2 separate regions of the Gadus morhua genome follow, and region 2 is linked to region 1. A link is a contact called in public Hi-C data. All regions are on one chromosome and are shown on one strand. The core of a region is the stretch at or near the end of the contact, and the rest is flanking DNA. Distances in the headings are between cores, read along the strand shown. Region 1 holds the start of LOC115553855 (pituitary tumor-transforming gene 1 protein-interacting protein). Region 2 holds the start of LOC115553604 (trafficking kinesin-binding protein 1).

Region 1 (3,891 bases), core at 374-2,873:
GCCAGGTGAAGCATATGTCCAACACATGAGACGGGATTCAGAAGGTTCAACCATTCAGTTGGTTCCCTTTAATTGTGATGCATGACAGATGCAAGCGCAAATTAAATATTTTACTCAAAGAGATATCTTATATATTTAGAAAAATTAGTGCACAGATTGACACTCGATATGAAAGACATTGTTGGGCAAACTATGTTGAAACAAAGAGCGTGAATTCTTCTTAAACGCATTTTGTATAGGCCTAGTGTCTAAAAAAATTGGGACATAAAGGGAAAATGTATTTGCAGCATCATGTCACAAATGTACACATGTAATGCATGTCAGAAAAAATGGCTAGGAGAAGTAAAGTAGGCCTACACTCCATTAAAAAACATGCCAATTCATTCTGTATACACTTTGCCATGCGGTTCCTCGTTTTTGGCGCCCTCCTACCTCTATGTTCTGACCGACCGTTTGCATCCTTGCCTAGAATCCTACCGCCACCTAGTGGCGAATGTACTCCAGTCCAGTATGGCCAAAACAACGAAACTAAACTTTGTATATTCCAAAAATATGCGTCTAAACGACAGATGGGACAATTTATATGGCATTCATATACATTAATATTTATTTACTAACTGATCAGCCAAACTTCTAATCAGAACCAGTGGAGCTTAATGTAATTGATCAGTGCCCTCCCAAAACTTCTATACATTAATTTAAATTTTCCTGAAACTCGTTCTACTAAATAATCACAAGGAAAAGAACCGCATAACGATTAGTTACTGGTTGCCTCACGACATAGAGACATTGCAACTTGTCTTTCCTTTCTCGTTACGAAATGTAGGTTAATGGAATTGGCAATAATGCTTTGATGTGATCCAAGACCAGTATGCATGGAAATATATCACAAATAAAAATGTATGTAGTATTTACCACGATCAGATAGATTGCAAATCGGTAGATAGGCTACTGGTTACCTGTTGGATCGAATCTTAAAGATAGGTAGTATATTAAACATAATGAGCGGCTACTATTGATCAAGAATAACAAAACCTGTTAATGACTGGAACGGGTCGCTCCAAATCAGCGCTAGAGGGAGGAAGGATCTTTCGTTACATACGTTTAGCGGTGAGAGATGGAGAGAGAGGGTCGGGACTTTCGATAGATAAATGTGTCGGATATTGCTTTTCACATTTTCAATCAAGGGTTAGAATTAATACCTATTCTTCTTGTCATTGTAGTTTTTTGTAATGGTCATTTTATTCTCATCCGGGACTGTTTATTTACGTACGAAATAAGAGACGGGAAATATCGTTGCGGTAGACCGGGATAACGCCAAAATTCACGGTCCTCTCTCCATTGCTACCATGAAGGCTGAAGGCAAGCTCCCCCCGCCAGGCTTGGCACGTGACTGACACGCCCACCTCAACACATCCAGGAAGTACCAGTTCATCAGCGATAACACCACAGGATCAGAAGGGCGAGAACGAGAACCCCTGGATTAGACCGATTTGATGACCACTGTTATTTAACGTTTACCCTGCTCGATTGAATGACGAATATGAATCATTCACACAAAAATTGTGTCGCCATGTCGGTGTTCTTCACAGTAGTTTTGTTCGTTTTCATCGGCCAGACGGAATGCCAAACGGACGGTAACGTCACACCTCCAGCGAAGCGTAAGCACCAACTTTTATACTTGTACTAGTACTACTACACTAGTCATACTACTAATATTCACAATTCTAACACTACTACTTTATAAGCTTTGTTTTCCACATGCAGTCCTTGCATTTCTGTAGCACTTGTTGCAAGGCATACTGTCTTTAAAATGCGTCACACTGCGATCAGCCATCAAATCCAACTGGGGAAAGTAGAAGTAGTCATCATTTGGCACAAAGGTCAGCCTCAGTAAGTCTCTAAATTTCGTTTCATTTTCCCAGCTGTTCTGCATCCACAACATGCAACTCCTGTCTCCAGTCATCCAAGGTAAGGCCCAGAGGACCTTCTGGTTCATTACATTGTGTGGCTGTGTGTGGAGATCATAACGAAGATCACTATCAAAATCACTTTGGTTATTGACATGTTTTTGCTTTCTGCGTAGTGTTTATGGTGTTACACCAACGACACCTGTACGGATTACCCCGTGAGCCACCTGCTCCCTTCCTCAGCGGAATGCAAGCTGTCCGACGCGCGCTGGGGAGTCTGCTGGGGTGGGTGCTGCGTCTACTGGGACGCACACGCACAAGCACATGCACCAGTAAACATGTGTATCACCTCAAGAGTTTTTTTTTAACTGGGACATGTTGCAGTCAAATAGAGACAAATGTTCACTATGCATTTATCCATTTATGTTAGTTTCATCATGACATTATTTGGGGAGGAGCTTCCCAAACATCACTTCTTCGGGTTTGCTGAAATGTGTTTTTGTGTTAACACGAGAGAAACGTACTTTGCTCTCGTCTTCTTATTTAAAGCTTTTTCATGTGCTGGGACGCGCGCGCGCGCACACACACACCACACACACACACACACACACACACACACACACACACACACACACACACACACACACACACACACACACACACACGCGCACGCACACACACTTTTTTGTGTTAACATGAGAGTTATATATGGTATTTTCTCCTTTTGTGTTCTTACTTTAATCGAAGCATAGGTTTATAAGACTCGATTCCTGTCTCTAGGCACAAGTAATATCAAACAAAAGTTAAAGGTGTTTGTTTGGTGGATTGTCCAAAAATAACCCCAACTTTCCAACATGCAAATATGTGCTAGAGCAGTCTGGTGTCTTAAGTTTCGTTTAGTTTCATTTTCACAAATGCAATAGGTGTAGTTGCGCTACATTGACACTGGGTGGCAGCATTGCTTCATCGGTCAACTGCAACTTGCTTTTGTGGTTCGCCAGAGCTATTTTTGAGGCAACCCATAATTTTATTCTTCAGCATTTTTTTATATTTCATTAATAGGAGTTAATAAGAAGGTTTCGTTTTCTGCCTCATGTGTGAAACACAACCTGTCACATTATGCACTCAGTATGTTTTCTAGCAATTGTCAAAATATTTCCTTGACATTATTGGGTTCCAGATGACGAGGGCAGATGTTCACTATGCGTCTTTTTTGTTTTTTTCTGTCACAGTGAACTTTGAGGTCCTGATTATCACCATGGCAATGCTGGCAGGGAGCATCCTAATCGCCATTTCTGTATGCTGCTGTTGGTGCTGCTGCTGTAGGAGATGTCGTTCAGGGTAAGACTAAACAAAAGGTGACATAAACAGGCTGCTGCTGTTACCCAAAGGAAAACAATTGATGGTTAAATTGCCCTTTTATAGCGCTTTGAAGCAAACCGTAAAATGGAACCACCAGGGAAATGCTTATTAATACAAAGCATCAAAATACAGTATCCAGTGTACTGAAGTGTATCATCAAACTCCTTCTCTGGAGAAGAGATTGCTCAGACCCTAGACTAGCTTCAACACAAGATACAATTGTCATGTGTCTGGGGATTTGTGTGATGCTCTTATTATGCAGAAACCAAGGCGTCAGTCAGATGTCAAAAGTATATAAATAAATACGTGGGGGATTCACAAAGTCAATCAACTGCATTCTGGCTTGACACCCAAATGTCACTCTGGCAAGTATGATTATCCATTTGAAAAGGCCAAGAGCTTTTTTTGATAAAGCACAGCAATTCTTTTTTATGTGAACTTTTTCCTGACTTTATTTGAAGTGTAAAATATGTTTCATTTGTGGTCTGAAAGCCATACATCCACTTTCCTCTTAGGGCACGACTTAGATACATAAAGGAGTTTCTAAAGCCTATTCTAAACCTAGTTCCCAGTCAATTACAGGGATAACATTTTAGGCACCGATTCACTCATGCAGCTA
Region 2 (3,891 bases), core at 522-3,021, 180 kb after region 1:
GTCATGTCTGCAAGGCTGCAAGCAAGGCTGCAAGGCAGTTATAGGTATCTACACAACAAGGAATTCAGTACGATTACTATTTCCACGAAACTAGGGTAAGGAAAGGTACAACACACTGATTAATCTAAACCAATTATTGTGTTCAAAGTTCAGATTCCTGAAAGTGAAAGACTATTCGAGATAATGTTAACCTCATAAAACCTCATAGAACCTGCCAAAGTTAGATTTTGGGCTAGATTGTTCTTGGTGTGAAGGAAATGCTGGTAATGAATGCCTTTGCGTTTTGTTCTTAATTGTTTCTGTTATTCCCAGTAACAACAACTGTTTTAGACATACTTTACAGTGTGCTAACTCCTATGGTCGTGAGAGACTGTCTTGGATAACACTGGTTTTAAAACATTCTTGGTTTTGTCTCTGTATACAATATGACAACATGTTGTGGTCATATTCAGTCACTCTGAAATAACTCACTCAACATACCAACAAATACTCCATTAGCCTCTCTCACTCGCACGCACGCACACACGCACGCACACACACACACACACACACACACACACACACACACACACACACACACACACACACACACACACACACACACACACACACACACACACACACACACACACACACACACACACACAGAATGCCAGGAAGCCCTTCCTTGACATTGAATGCACTTATTTTTTGATAAACACAATGGATCGTTGGATCAGGGTTTTTCAACTTGCATGAGGGTACTGTAGGTGGTACCTGCCTTGTGGTTTCCGTCCTAAATTTTCCACTGGTATGTTTTTGATTTCTGTTTTGTGTTGCTTTGTGTTTGCTAAATAAACACACTTGGACCATAAACAGCATTTTCCACTCATTTTGTCTTCTAGCAAGTCTTGGGGACTGTCACTCTTTGCTCAGTCACTGTATGTGTATTTATCTATTTTTACTGTTTGAGGTGGTCCATTAAAGGTCTAGATGACAATATAATGGTCCACCTCATGTCAAAGGTTCAAAACCACTGAGTTAGATAATAGCAAACTCTATAATGACCAACGTTACAGGAAGCATATTCATATTCATTTTTCAAAAAGTCCTCGGTAAATTATCAAAACACATTTGCTCACCTATCCCATCCTGTACTTGTGAGAGCATTGTAATAATTGTGTTTGTTGGCGATGGTGGTGGTGTTGTAAAATGGTGTAGTAAACCCTAGTCTACATGGCACTGGTGTATAATGTCTCAAGAATGATTTGGTACCGGCTGCTATAATGCAATGGTTAAAGGTAAAGGTTTTACTGTTTCATCTAATCATAAGCTTTGGGGGGCTGACACTACTTTTGGCCCACGACCAACTAAATATTTGATGCCTAATAAGCATTACATCTCCTTACAATGTCAAAAAATATTATTGTTTTTCTAGAGGTGCTGTTCATGGTTACAGTATTCCCCTTTTCAGCCTTCAAATATGCAATTGAAGTGTATTGTGGCCATGATCCCGTGAGTGACCCACTGTGTCCCCCTACGACCCGCAGTTTGTAGTTTGTTGACCACAGCTTGTCATGTGGGCATGGATCAAACCATACAGTAGGACATGACACGTGTTAGTGTTTAACAAGTGACTGATCATTCACTAGACTTCTTTTCCTCTTTTCAGATGTGTGACTTCTGGACGAGTGACTTCTGGAACAGCTTCTTGTTCCAAGAAGGATATAACGGGAAACACTCACTGACCCTCTGACTTTCATAAATGGCTAGTCCTGCTGTCGATCAGTGACCAATCGGTGCCAAGCTGGACCTGCACGCTCCGCCTCAACCCACCTGGTCTGGCTCATCGACCCCGCCCCCTGAGCGGTTCTGCAAACACAGGCTCTGGCTCTCTAGTCCAGGGCTCAGCACGGCCAGCTGCGAAGAGCAGTATGTCGCTGAGGCCACGCCCCCGGAGTGCACAGCCCAGTACAGAGACGCTGAAACGATTACAGGTAAGGTCAAACACTGTCTCCTTGTTCACCGACACCCAGCTTATGTATTACGGTTCTGATATTCGGGCGAGGTTGTCAGTGAATCAATTAATTAATTGCGTTAAGTTGATTGGTGCGTTGAACAACATTAAAATTAGGGGGGTGTTATTCCTAATGTTATTGCATGGAATGTGCCGAGACATATTCCTTTCCCAGACACAGTATACGACTGTTGTGTGGACAGTAGACACACACCCCCAAACCACACACGCATGTGTGTGTGTTTGTGTGTGTGTGTGTGTGTGTGTGTGTGTGTGTGTGTGTGTGTGTGTGTGTGTGTGTTGTGAGAAACTGACCTTTCCCTGTGACCCCATTTATATTTACTTCCTCCCCCGAGAGTTCTTGGCAGAACTCTTGGGAACATCCCACATCATCCACATTGGATACAAATGTACATTTTGTTTTCAATGCACATAGGATACAAGTCTTCCTAGGGTTCTCTTTTTTCTCCTTTTTTCTCAAATGTAATTCCCTCTACCTCAAGATTTGGCTGGAGATGGCCTTAAATTATTGTTTTGTTTATTGTTATTTTTATTATAAGGGTGCCTTTAAACTCTCAATTGTGGTTTAGTATATTATAATTCGTAAATGTACAACACTTTTAGATGGTCAGCGTATATTCTGGGTATTCCTGTAATGAAGGCTTATTTGACAAGACATGGATAGCGTAACATAAGTTACTGATATGTTATTAAGTAATTAGGGCCATCTGCTGGTATCTATTTGTTCCTACAACAGTAAAGTTTAATTTATACTGTGGCGATCAATTCCCTGACCGCTCGCTACAATACTATATTCTTTAGACTCTCTCATCTTTGTCTTTGCGAGTGCATATGTGTTTGTGCGTTCTGAAAAGTATAATGGATTAATTCTGAGATTAATGATGATAGGGGGTTAGGGGAAAATTTTCTGTGGTTCTACCATTCAGTGGTAAAATAAAGAATTGGGTCAGTAGTACAGTTGGGAGAGAAGAGTTCTAATAAATGCAACACACTGTGTGTGTGTGTGTGTGTGTGTGTGTGTGTGTGTGTGTGTGTGCGTGTGCGTGTGTGTGTGTGTGTGTGTGCGTGTGTGCTTGGGGAAGACTTTCTTTGTTTTTTTGCAGAGAATTTCATGCAATTGTTTTGACATTATTTTGTCCTAGATCAGTATAGTACAGGCCTTCAGTGTTATTGGCAGAAATTCAGATTGAGTCAGAGTTTGAATTACCTAATCAGCCTTTCTGTCTTTTACTCATTCCCTAATGTCTCATGCAACTTGCATTATACATTAACATAACCCGCGAAACAGGGAACCCTAGCCCTCAGCCTAACCTGACTGAAAGGCCTAATGTTACCCTGTAGTGGACATATGGCACAATAAATGCATAAGTGTGCTGCATTGCCGCCGCATAATCTTGTATCTCTGCTGAACTCAGGATGAGCATAGGTAATATTGACAAAAGGAGTGAATCTCACTCCATGGCCACTTAAATGGGTACACCTGCCTGCTGTGTTGTGGCTTCAACTCAGTACATAAAGCATGCAGACCTGGTGAAGACATCGTTCAACCAAACTAAGTGCCTTCCACAGTGGAATGATTATTTGTCAAGATGGTTTCAGCGTCTAAGAAAATAATGATGTCTCTTTGGATTTCCGCACAGCAAAGTCTCGAGAGTTTCCAAAGAAGCGCATGAATACGGGGCAAGGATATTCTAGTGTTTGACTTCCCATCTGAAATCCTTTGGAGGGTACTTGTGCACATCCTTGTGATCCTACCTGTCGTATTCAATGCTTTTTTTTTTAAAAGCGTCTACTAAATTATTAAACAACACAAATTGTGTAGTTTAAATGCTGATGTAAGGGATGGCATATTTGTGGATCGACTCAGCCATCCA

Evidence for each region. A called contact is a pair of places that touch in the nucleus more often than the background predicts.
Region 2: a contact with region 1 is called in a Hi-C map of gill, with 3 times the contacts expected there. The contact joins the promoter of LOC115553604 here to the promoter of LOC115553855 in region 1. A contact is called at or near these places in 3 of 6 Hi-C or Micro-C datasets (blood, gill and heart).

What each region holds. Positions count from the first base shown.
Region 1 is chr11:18,186,761-18,190,651 of gadMor3.0, forward strand. LOC115553855 (pituitary tumor-transforming gene 1 protein-interacting protein) reads left to right here and starts at 1,624. Exons shown (of 7, transcript XM_030370378.1): 1 at 1,624-1,637; 2 at 1,926-1,971; 3 at 2,087-2,195; 4 at 3,143-3,251. The coding sequence starts at 1,624.
Region 2 is chr11:18,364,919-18,368,809 of gadMor3.0, forward strand. LOC115553604 (trafficking kinesin-binding protein 1) reads left to right here and starts at 1,772. Exons shown (of 16, transcript XM_030369995.1): 1 at 1,772-1,976.